Regions from separate parts of the Zea mays genome. Here regions 1, 2 and 4 are each linked to region 3. The links are chromatin contacts, called in public Hi-C maps. All regions are on one chromosome and are shown on one strand. Each heading gives the region's core, a stretch centred on a gene start, on an enhancer-like site or on the middle of the called end of the contact. The rest is flanking DNA. Distances are from core to core; before and after follow the strand shown. Region 1 has its middle 29 kb from the start of LOC111589617. Region 2 holds the start of LOC103631145 (alcohol dehydrogenase). Region 3 holds the start of LOC103631147 (F-box/LRR-repeat MAX2 homolog). Region 4 holds the start of LOC100191756 (putative Solute carrier family 35 member C2).

Region 1 (2,943 bases), core at 234-2,733, 280 kb after region 3:
CAAATGCACCGGGGCTTGCCTGAGTAACACTAGGTTAGTGTTGGTTAGGCGATGAGCACTTGACGACCATTCTTTGTCTTGGCACTTGTCAGGTCATCCATCCATGCGTTCGTCCTTCAGCTTCACCATGCGGAGTAGCCCGCGCTTGGGGTCGACTTGGCTTGTCTTCCGCATCGCGCGATTAATTATCGTACCTAAATGATTTGCATAATGCACATGAATGCATAAGAACGGGAATATTATAAACCTAAATAGTGTTATACGATAGTGTATTAAACACCTAGTGGCGAGGCGTTGTACAATCTTACACGGAAACACTAGTTATTAATATACGACTACGCGCTATAATTACGCTTCCTAAATTAAACGAACCTAACACAAACATTACAAACAACAAATCATACACTTTAAACATAATTAGCCTAAACACAACTCATTAGTTACTTAATTAAATGCTAAATTTATCTCTCGCTTTATAAATTATATCACTTTGCTCACCAAAAACTAATTTAATTTTATTTTGCATCACACATATTTATTTAATCTATCTAACAATTCGGCTAACAACTTGCGCGCCAATAATAAATTTAGCTTAGATTTACTACTTTGATTAACGAATATGAATCCAAATTTTTTGTCAATTACATGTTAAATACCGTACTAATATTAATTTACTCGAAACTAATAACCCAAGCAAACTACCTAGAACGTAATAACTATTATAACACAAGGAATCAGCAACACGTATGACTACCGATTAAATCACCGTACACGATTCAAGTAGTCTAATAAATATTATATTTAGTCGACTGGAATAACAAATCCACTTACCGTCCATTAAATCTGACTTAAAGCTTGCGAGAACGTCGACAGTCTTCGAATAAAATCTTTGATCGAACCCTTGGCGAGCGTTAAACTGAGCTTCACTTCGACGACAACCAGATCGATATCGGGACTCGACGGCAGTGCAACACCACCACGAGATGGAGGCAAACCGGCTACGACGGCATAGGACAGGTGCGGAGGCTGACAGCAGGGGACTTCGCGATGGATAGCGAGACTCGACAGCGAACGACAAGGTCGACGACGCGACGAAATTAAGGTCGAGCGAGCTGAGATGGCGCGCAGCGAGCAGGAAAAAGACTCGACGCGGGAGTTTGACGCGCACGCGAAGCTATCACCAGCGACAACACGACGATGGCGATATGAGAGAACGCGAATCGGCGCGGGCCAAACACCGGACAACCATGCCAGCGACTTGGGCGAGATCCAAACTAGAGCAGCAGCACACCGGCAAGCAGGGACAACTGGCGAACTCCGGTTTAGGCGAATGGAATGCGACACAGGGAGCTGGTGCGCGCGTACGGACTCGACGACGGACAGCGGCCATGGATGACGTGCCGCGTGGACGGGCGAGCAGTACACGAACTGGACAGAACCGAGCGCGCAGGCTCCACGGCGAACTGAAAAACCGGCTACGCGCAGGGGCAGAGGACCGCGCGCGCAAGGCGACAACGCCCAGGAACAGGAAGCCTGGACAGGGCACTGTACGGAGGAGTTCGGCTGGGACTTGGCAGGGAGCTGGCTGGGCGCGTTGCGCGCAGGAGCAAGCTCGGCAAAGCACGAGCGAGCAGGGGGATAGGGGCGAGCTCGCGCGCAGAGAAAGAGATAGTGGGAGGGAGAAGCCGAGCAAGGAAATCGCGGTTAGAAAGATGGACGCCATGGCGAGAGGAGCAGAGCGCCGAGCAGAAAGGGCGCGCGAGGGAGAAGCTCGAGGCCGGACGAGTGGCCGAGCTGGGCGAACAGAGGAGAGAGGAGGGCCATCCCGACGCGCAGGAAGACTGGACCAGGGCGCGGCGGCCATGGGAGACAGAGAGAACTGAGCGTCGAGCACAGGGAGCCGCCATGGTCGAGCTCATGGCCGGGAGGAGGCTGGAAACCGGGCTGGGCGCCATAGGCGAGCAAGGTGGAGCGAGCGCCGTAGGGAGCCGCGCGGTCCAAGCTGGGGAGCGAGCAACACGCCGTCCTGGGCGAGCTGAAGACGGTGGGGGCAGAGGGCGTGCGTCCGTGAGAAACGGAAAGGAAAAGCAGGGGAAGCAAGCAGGGACAACTTCGCGAAGTACAGGTAAAGTACGTGCTCGGCAAACGCTAGTAGGGAAGGAAGATTTTTTTCCTAGGGAGCAAATGCACGGATAAGAGCAACGTGAAAAAAAATCTAGAGATAGGGGCAGTAGAGGATAAGAAAGATGACGTGATTCAGCTTCTGGAATGCTGTACACGCCCACAGGATAGAAACAATAGATTTTTTTATTTATTTATTTAACCGAGGAATCAAGATATTTTTGAACCGGGATTTCTTGCGATAACAAAAGAGTCGACGGTAATTGCGACAGTTGATTCGATTCAAAAATCTGATAAATTTACCAGAGAATCGAAGCTCCATTATAATTCTCGGACACACTGTCACGGTTTTGATTTAGCGAATACTTCGAAATCAAATGAATTTGCACCCGTTATTTATCCAAAGTTTTGGATCGGGGCAAGATGCAATCGGAACGAATTAAATGGATTTCGGCTTCGTTATTTCAATCAGCATCCGATTCAGTTGATTTTAGACGAAGTCCGTCCGTTATCCGAACACTCGGTTAGAAAACAATTTAATTAAAAATCCGTAGACGCGATGTCACGGATGACAAAAAAGAGATTAAATTATTTTACATTGAAAGCTTAGTCATCGAGTTCTATTAATTTGCCCGGGATATAAATCATCCAAGTGGGTCGAGCTTCTGAATCCGTATTCGTACGAGCGATGAATTTTAAATATTCACCGGACTCGCCGATTTTCAGAACAATTATGTTCCGAACATCACGAAAATTTATGAAGAGCCCGGATGGATAAAAATAAAAACGATGTCACACTCGCGACCGATGAAACCGATGCGA
Region 2 (2,880 bases), core at 222-2,721, 330 kb before region 3:
TACTCTGCAAGCCCTCCCATACTATACATGTACACTGGTTTCCCTGCAGATGGAGAATTTTCAGGTTACTTGAAGCAATTATATTGTGGTGTTCTCGTAAAAAAATATTGTGGTGTTACTGATGATGATGCATGATGTGGATCTGTTTCCTCAGGTTACCATTGCCCCTTAGAAACAGTCGTGTCTCGCCATCATAGAGTGTCCCCTTGGCACGATTATACATGAAGAAAGACTCGCACAGATCTTCTTGGCCCTGTATCAAATCAATGGGCATGAGCGTAACAAGCAAGAAAAGCACAGAAATATATGTCGTAATTCAACGAAGTTGCTCTACCTTAACGCGGTAGAAGCAGTTCCCACATGGCATTATGAAGGCGCCGACGTAGTCCAAAATCTTAAAAGCATAATGAAAAATATTAGTAATTCTTGTACACCGGTTACAGAAGGCATGCCAAGTCATAATTGCAGAAGAACAGATCACATATTCACATTTTAATATAAAGTTACAAGCAATGGCCAAATTCGCATCTCTAAGCCAAGATTATTGAGTTGTTTTCCCATTTACTTCGAAGCAGTTGTAAATTTGACTGTAAACTGAAACAATGGGACTAAAAGGTATTTTTCTCTCTAAAAAGTACACACATAAAAAAGAGATGAGTAACATAACATAACACATCGTAGTATTTGACAGTAGCTCAAGGAATCTTGGACACCTGAAATCCAAAAAGCACAAGAACAAATCTACAGATAACAAAACGAAAAAGCAACCCCATTCACCAATGCGAACAGAAACATTCCATTCTATCTACATGTCAATGCACTTCAGAGGGCACCAGGCGAACCTTTCTCGGCGTGGCGATTGCAGGTTTCACGGTGAAGACGGGGATGCGAAAAACGCGACGTGGTTACCTGACTGAGGAGAGGGGAGGAGGTGACCTCGGATCCGGAGGACGCGGTGGAGGTGGACGGCGAGGTGTCGGGGTCGGGGGAGCCGAGGAGGACAGCGAGGAGGAGGACGCATGCGAGAGCGAGGAGGAGGGAGAGCAAGAGGCGCACCCACCATGACCGCTGCTGCCACCGGCGCTTGAACGACGGTCGCCGCCTCAGCGGGCCGCGCTCTCGCCGGCAGGGCGAGAGGGGATGCGGCGCGGGATTGCGAGAAGAGGATCCATGTACAGAGCGGTAGTGGGCTGCACGGTAGGGGCGTAGCGGGGGATTCGCCGCGGGTGTAGCGGGGGATTAGCCGCGGGCGGTTGGGGAATCGCGGCGGGGGGGGGGGGGGGGGCGAAGGGAATCTCGCGGCAGGGGCAGGCGGGCGGACGCGTTATCCGCGGGCGGGGGCAGTCTACACTGCCCTCTTAATAGTTAGTAGAGATATATAGAGCTAGACACAGTTTTCTCGGCCACCGCCAGTTCGTCGTCTCACCAGATCGGTCGCACTGTTCTCTAGATATGTGGTCGTCCTCTCGCATGGCGTGCTGACCCGGGTTGCGGGTGCCCTCATCTACGGCAAGCGTCGCTGGCGGACTCTGCAAAGTCGCGTTCGTCGCGTGCTGTCCCGACGGCGGCAAGGTGTGTCCCGTATTCGACGACACCATCAACTGTGCATCTCGTCAGCGCTTCTCTGCAGCAGTGGGTAGTAATTTGTTGTGCACAACTCCCAAGCAAGGAAGGCTACTGTAGATCATTGATGTTTGTGCTAATTTCTCACGCAAGGAGTAGGAGCAATTAATTTTTGTTCGCTCTCTACATTATCTCGGATTTTTTATTTCAGATTATAAATGTCAACTAAAATTGATATTCCGAAGTTTGATGACAAAATCAGTTTTGCTATTTGGCAAATTCAGATAAAGACTGTTCTTATCGAGTTATGTTTACGAAAAGCGTTACAACTGTGACCTTGACTGATGATAATTGGGAGGATCTTGATGAAAAAAACTTTGTCCGCCTTGCAACTTAGTTTATCTCTCAGTTTATCTCTTGATGTTCTGCGTGAAGTAATGAATGCGAAATCTGCGGCAGAATTATGGAAGAAATTAGAGGAGCTATATATGACCAAAAGTCTTGCTAATAAGCTCCGTCTCAAAGAGCGCATTTATACTATCTATATGGCGGAAGGTACATCTATTCAGTCACATCTTAATGAATTTAATTCAATTATTGTGGATCTTGAGAGCCTTGATGTGAAGATAGATGATGAAGATAAGGCAATTTTGTTGGTAGTCTCATTGCCCACTTCTTTTAAGCATTTTAAGGAAATTATTCTTTATGGTAATTATACTTCACTGTCCTTTGAGAATGTTAAGTCAAATTTGTTGTCTAAAAAAAATTTGATGTTGATTCTCGTTCTGAACCCAAAGGTGAAGGTTTAATTGTTCAGGGATCTGAAGATCATAAATCCAACCTTTATTGTCGTTATTGCAGAAAAAAATACTCATCATATTTCTCAATGTCCCAAGGTGAGAAATAAAGAGGAGAGAAAGAAAAAAATTGGATAAGTCTTTTGTTGAAGCCAGTTTTGTGGAAACTTTGGATAGTGGAGAAACTTTATTTGTTGCCTCTGTTGAAAAATGTTCTTCTTGGGTTCTCGATTCCGCTTGCACTTTTCATATTTGTTCGCATAGAGATTGGTTTTCTGATTATGTTCAGTCTCATGCTGGTGAGGTTGTTATTGGAGATGGATCCACATGTGAGATTATTGGAATCGACTCTATTTATATCCAAATTCATGATGACAGTATTAAGAAACTTATCGATGTCCATTTTGTTCCAAAATTGAAGAGAAATTTTATTTCTTTGAGCACTTTAGAAGCAAAGGGATTCAATTTTGCTGCTATTGATGGTGTTCTTAAGGTTTCTCGTGGCAACCGTATTATCTTA
Region 3 (3,178 bases), core at 210-2,709:
TTAATGATTCGTTTTGGTCATCATCTGAAGTTGCACAACTTTTCACACGACCTGTCCCTTTAGGCCTACCTCTCTGTCTTTTGATTACATATTTTTTGTGATCGTTCACACATGTTGATGCATTTGCCCCTAGTCATATAGGCCATATTTCCCGTACTTTCTTCTTTTCTTCTGCAATGCAGCTGGGGAATATTTTCTTCACCTGGCAAAAAATTCTTCCTGTCGCCTTTTGTTGTCAATACTGGTGGCACGGACGCTGAGACGATAATATCATCTTCTCTGTTTGACATAGCGTGAGTCTAGTTCACAGTACTTGGTATATGGTCTTCCAGAATAACGTCTGGTGGTATAACTTTCAGTACCACGGGTGCATCTTATATCATCCTTCTAGCTCTATGTATTGCCTGTTTTGTTAAGCAAATGAAAATCGAGGTAGTCAATAATAATTATAGACAGTCAGATAGTCAGCGACTAACTCCAGTAGCTTTTCTATACCCTAATGATATTCAAACTATATTCTACAAACAATACAATGTACAGTGCAAAACAGTGTTTTGGGTGACCATATACCATATGCGTGCAATGTATACATCCATATGGTCACCAAAACATTGTTTTACACTATACATTACACTGTCTGTAGAGTGTGGTTTGAATATGTCATATGGGTAAACTGATGGAGGTAGTCTAACCTACCACATCGCCTGTGAAGAGCTTCGGGTTCTCGCTGGGATCCCTTCTGCCACCTACCGCCCTCGCCAGCGTCGACGACCCCATCGCCATATCCTATTTAGGCTTTTGAATTTAAAAATGATTTAGAGCCTAACTGTGTAGTGGCTAGAAAATAAGCTATAGGCTCACGAGCCAGCTTAAACTCAGAGCGACTCGCGAGCCTCGAATAAACCGATTCGAGCCTAATTTTTGGGCTCGTCGTTGAAGCGAGCTGAGCCAACTCGCGAGCCGCGTCAACTGTGCTGAATTAATCAATTTGCGTAATCATAATAGATTATCGGTTCATTTTTTAATCTGAATTAATCAATTTGCGTAATCATAATAGATTATCGGTTCATTTTTTAATCTTTAATGATGGATATATAACAATTAAAATTTTAGATCGTCATAATATTGAATAATGATTCTATATTTCATATTTAAATACTATTAGTTTAATACATAATACAATTATATTTATTATGGTGTGCAATATCGAGCCGAAGTAAGACTCATCTTTAAGCTCGTGCAATGAGCGAGCTAGCTGGCTAGCTCATGAGTCATAATGGAGCCAAACGGAGCATCACGCATCCTTAAACTCATGCAATAAGTGAGCCGAGTCGAACCGAGATCCGTCACCAATTGAGCCGAGCTTGGCTCACCTTATTTCCAGCCATATCTCCAACAGACTCACTATCTTATTTCCTATTTTAAACTTTACTCCAACAGACTCACTATCTTGTTTGCTATTTTAAACTTTACTCCGTTACACTGTAAATCATTACGTCTGTTTACATGGAGGTGCTGGCTAGTCCAAACCCTAGAGCCGTGAGAGCTGTGTGCCCATGGTAGAGCTGAAGTGCGTGCGTCTGCGAGACTTCTCGACTCGACTTCTCCTAGAGTGAGAGGATTCCATGACCATCTGCTGCTGCTGTCAGTCTCAGCCAGCGGAACAGCTAGTCTGAAAAATACGTCGATGCGGATAGGATAAGATAATTATTATATACAGACAAAAAGGGTAAAAAAAGAGACAGAGCTGTCGTCCAGTAGTATATCACTTCGCTGTGCAGCTTCCCGTGTCTCTCGTCCCAACTCCGCCGGTCCGCCCGCCCCTTCACCCGCAGGCCACACACATCCCCCTTCTCCTCCCCCCCGCCCGCGCAGCGCAAGGGAAAGGAAAAAGGGATCGACGACTTTGCCGGACGCGGCGGCGCATCCCCCATCCCGTCCGACCCCCCATCGCCGCGTCGCACCGCATGGCTGAGGACGACGCGGCGGCAGCGGCGGGCTCCCCCATCCTGGACCTGCCAGAGCCGCTGCTGCTCCACATCCTGGGCTTCCTCACCGACGCGCGGTCGCGGCACCGCGCCGCGCTGGCGTGCCGCCGGCTCCTCGCGGCGGAGCGGGCCACACGGGCCGCGCTGTCGCTGCGCGGGGACCCACGGTCGCCCGCGTTCCTCTTCCTCAGGCCGGCGTTCTGCTTCCCGGCGCTGGAGCGGCTCGACCTCTCGCTGGCGTCCCCGTGGGGCCACCCGTTCCTCTCCTCCGCGGCGCCGTCGGCCGACGCCGTCGCGCCGTCCGTGACGCCGCAGCAGGTCGCGGAGCAGAACGAGCTGGTCGCGGCGCGCCTCGCCTACTGCTTCCCCGCCGTGTCCTCGCTCGCCGTCTACTGCCGCGACCCCACCACGCTCGTCAGCCTCACCCCGCACTGGAGGTCCCGCCTCCGCAGCGTCAAGCTCGTGCGCTGGCACCAGCGCCCGCCGGGCCTCGACGCCGGCGCGGATCTCGAGCCGCTCCTCGGGGACTGCCCAGCGCTCAGGGCGCTCGACCTCTCCGAGTTCTACTGCTGGACGGAGGACATCGGGCCGGCGCTCGCAGCGCACCCGGCAGCAGCCGCGGCGCTCACCGAGCTCGACCTCGGCCTCGCGGGCGCCACGGACGGGTTCCACGCCACCGAGCTGGGAGCCATCGCGGGATCCTGCCCCAATCTCCGCAAGCTCGTGGCGCCCTGCGTGTTCAACCCTCGGTACGTTGACTTCGTCAGCGACGACGCGCTTTACGCCATCGCCACCAGCTGCCCCAAGCTGGCGACGCTGCGGCTCCGGGAACCTTTTGAGCCGGCAGCTACGGGCCAACGAGAGGACGCGGCCGTCACCGTTGCAGGGCTGGTCTCCTTCTTCGCCGCGCTACCGGCGCTGGAGGATTTCACGCTTGACCTGCGGCATAATGTGCTGGAGACGGCGCCGGCGATGGAGGCGCTTGCCCGCAGATGCCCACGGATCAAGTTCCTGACTCTGGGGGGCTTCCAGGGGCTGTGCAGGGCTTCATGGCTGCATCTCGACGGCGTTGCTGTGTGCGGTTCGCTGGAGTCGCTATGCATCAAGGCCTGTTCGGATCTCACTGATGCCAGCCTTGCTGCCATAGGTCGTGGGTGCGGGAGGCTTGTGAAGTTCGCCATCCACGGCTG
Region 4 (2,781 bases), core at 12-2,511, 330 kb after region 3:
AACGATTGTTGCAGAATATGAGTGTCCTGCTGTACTAATATGGATATAGTGCAATTTACAACTAATTTCCAAGTAGGCAAATTATAACGGGGAAATGAAGCCCAGCACTCACCTAAATGCAAAAGCAAAGAGCAACAAGAATATCGGGGAGGCTGATTTACACTGCAAAAGATCAATTTCATGAACTCTAGTTACTGAACAAATCAAGGAATCTAACTAAAGGAGAGCAAGCAAATTAAATCCTTTGGTAAACACACCATAGTAGCAAACGTCACCGAGATGAACACCAGAGACGCGTTGCTCAGGTTTATGTCCAAGGCCGTCCCGAGAGCAGTTGGCACGACTGCATGCAGAACGGCTAGTAAGGATCGATCGCTACTCAGCCGTAACAAACAAGCAAGAGCAAACCATGGCTGCGAATTTCTCGTAGAGCGAGATCCACACCTCTCATGAAGTAGTCCTTCCACCCCATGTCGACGGCGGCCTCGGGCCCCTTGGGCTGGAACCAGATGATGAGCTTGGAGAGCCCCGCCTGCAGCGCGAAGTGCACGGTGTTCATCAGCAGCGGCGCCGGGAACTTGCCGAGCTTATCCCCCAGCAGCGTCTTGTTATATCTGGCACCCACCACGCAGCAACGAAGCAGTCAGGCCGCCGTCTCCTCCGCAAGCGGGGGGGAAGCAGGAGAGAGGGGGGGATCCAGGCCACTCACAGCGTGAGGCAGGTGCTGAACGCGTACCACACCAGGATGTAGAACCCGGTCCTGAGCACCACGGCGGGCGCCAGCGCGGCACGCTCCAGCGACTCCAGCTTGGTGACGGACTCGCTGGGCCGCAGCCCCCCGCCGGCGGAGCAAGGCGGGTTCTCGACGTGGAACGGCCGGCGCGCCGCCTCCGGATCCGCGGCGGCGGCGGCGGCGTGCATGCTCCGCTGCCGGAAGTAGCCGGACCGCGGGGAGCCCACCTCCGCGGCGGCCCCGTCGTCGTCGCCGCCGCCCTCGGGCTTGGGATGCATGCGGCGCGATTCCGTCCGTGCTCCGAGGCGCTACAAGGCTCCTCGCATTTCGGACCGGGGTGCCGGTGCCAACCGGGCGGGGGATCTGAGAACGCGCCGCGCGAGGGGGAGTGGGGTGGGGGAGCGGGAGCGGGAGCGGCTGCCTGCCGGAACAGGACGGGGACGATGGGGCGGTTGGTTGCTTTGGCGGGTGCGCGCGATGAGCAAGCAGGTCGGGTACTCGGGTGTCCGGACCGGATGGACGCGCCCCGACGGCCCTCCTCCTCATGTGTTTGTGGGGCGCACGCTGGCAGCCGAAGAAGACACCTGTGGCTGTTGTACCTAACACACGGGTAGTACAATATAAAACTGGCTGCACGCCGCCATGGTGATCTCACTCCCAACACAACACATGCTTTTTTTGTGCGGCGATATGTAAGCTCTGACCAACACCTTCTTTCTGCCAGAAGTAGAAACAAAGGACTGCAGGTGGGCTGTGGTTGGGAACTTGGGACTTGGGAGTGCTGCACTTGTGCGTGGCCGCCCAGGACGGAGGACTGCAGGTAGGCACCGCACCTGCTCAGGCTACAGCAAATGCACATCAGGCCCTGAAATTTGGCATTGCTGGAGACACACAGCTAAATGTCAGCATCTAATGGTGCTATATATACACGCTTGAATGCTTCAGATGAAGTGGCCAGTTCTATCACTTTTGCTTCAGGCATTTAATGTAACAGGTCACCTAATCTGTTTTTCTCTTTGTCCGGCATCGACATAGAAGAGTGAAAATAAGCAACTTGCATGTTTCGTATACGACCTGATTGTCCAGAGCGTCTGGAAACCAAAATTTTCATGACCGGTGCACAACAGACAGACGGGAAATGCAAAATACCGACATGAAAATAGGAAATTAGTTTTTATATCGGTTTACCGTTCACCTACAGCAGATAGAATACTACTATTCACGGACAAATTTGTATATCCAATTGAGTGGATAACTACAATTTACTCGTTTGAGTTCATTTTTCACCAACATGTTGCACCCACTGTTTGTGTGCGCTCGCTAACAACGCACACGACCACAAACACTGTAAGGAAAATGGACCTCCGTCTATTTGACTAATTGATTCTGGTGTTTAATGATCAACATAGCCTAATATGGTTGCTAGGGTTTGTGTTTGTAGTTCACAGGATGTTAAAGTGAGCTTTACAACAAAGGACAACCTTAAAAATTTGGTACAACCAGAATAAATAAGATGTTTCGCCTCTTTCAGCACTACACCATAAAATGACTCATTGTCATCATTAGTATTGTCTCCATCCTCATTTTCACCATCCTCTTTATCTTGGTCTTCTACAGTGCATAGGTCTTGTAACATCCCATCAAAACGATCATCACCATAGTTGCCATCCTCAATCACACATGTCCCATGTATCGAATGATCGGCATCTTCCTCAAAGTTCTCTCCATGATGTATCCATTGAATATATGTACTTTCCATCCCATTCATTAATATATGCTTCTCCACAAGGGCTTGATGAAAGGACTTCTGGTTGATGCATCTACTACATGGACACAAAATATCTTCATCCTCACCGAATTTTTTTTGAATAAAGCTCATAAATTCTTTGACACCATTGATATATTCGGGGGAAAACTGTGTACCATTTAACAAACTTCTATTCATCTAATAAAGCATCACAGAAAAACATAAATTAACTATTTTTCAAGGTTTCAAAAGCTAGATCGAACAAAGTCAATCAAAAAACACTGAGACATACCTTGGCAAT

The links. A called contact is a pair of places that touch in the nucleus more often than the background predicts.
Region 1: a contact with region 3 is called in a Hi-C map of ear, with 2.3 times the contacts expected there. The contact joins the enhancer-like site here to the promoter of LOC103631147 in region 3. A contact is called at or near these places in 2 of 25 Hi-C or Micro-C datasets (ear and leaf).
Region 2: a contact with region 3 is called in a Hi-C map of ear, with 2.8 times the contacts expected there. The contact joins the promoter of LOC103631145 here to the promoter of LOC103631147 in region 3. A contact is called at or near these places in 2 of 25 Hi-C or Micro-C datasets (ear and tassel).
Region 4: a Hi-C map of leaf shows a contact between it and region 3, with 7 times the contacts expected there. The contact joins the promoter of LOC100191756 here to the promoter of LOC103631147 in region 3. A contact is called at or near these places in 14 of 25 Hi-C or Micro-C datasets (bundle sheath, ear, endosperm and 4 more) and 1 of 3 datasets of contacts at active chromatin or transcription factors (seedling).

Annotation. Positions count from the first base shown.
Region 1 is chr6:84,280,523-84,283,465 of Zm-B73-REFERENCE-NAM-5.0, forward strand. No RefSeq gene overlaps it. Among protein-coding and RNA genes, the nearest start is that of LOC111589617, 29 kb to the left of the region's middle. Within about 2 kb of position 1,484, at least 14 of the 20 cell types and tissues checked have an H3K27ac peak or open chromatin away from gene starts, as enhancers often do. A contact at or near this core is called in ear and leaf, where this site is marked.
Region 2 is chr6:83,665,923-83,668,802 of Zm-B73-REFERENCE-NAM-5.0, forward strand. It overlaps LOC103631145 (alcohol dehydrogenase), which reads right to left and starts at 1,472. Exons shown (of 8, transcript XM_020539982.1): 1 at 1,427-1,472; 2 at 910-1,190; 3 at 335-394; 4 at 160-253; 5 at 1-43. The coding sequence starts at 1,472.
Region 3 is chr6:83,997,225-84,000,402 of Zm-B73-REFERENCE-NAM-5.0, forward strand. It overlaps LOC103631147 (F-box/LRR-repeat MAX2 homolog), which reads left to right and starts at 1,460. Exons shown (of 1, transcript XM_020539294.3): 1 at 1,460-3,178. The coding sequence starts at 1,968.
Region 4 is chr6:84,328,417-84,331,197 of Zm-B73-REFERENCE-NAM-5.0, forward strand. LOC100191756 (putative Solute carrier family 35 member C2) reads right to left here and starts at 1,262. Exons shown (of 12, transcript NM_001137183.1): 1 at 710-1,262; 2 at 445-614; 3 at 258-343; 4 at 113-162. The coding sequence starts at 1,011.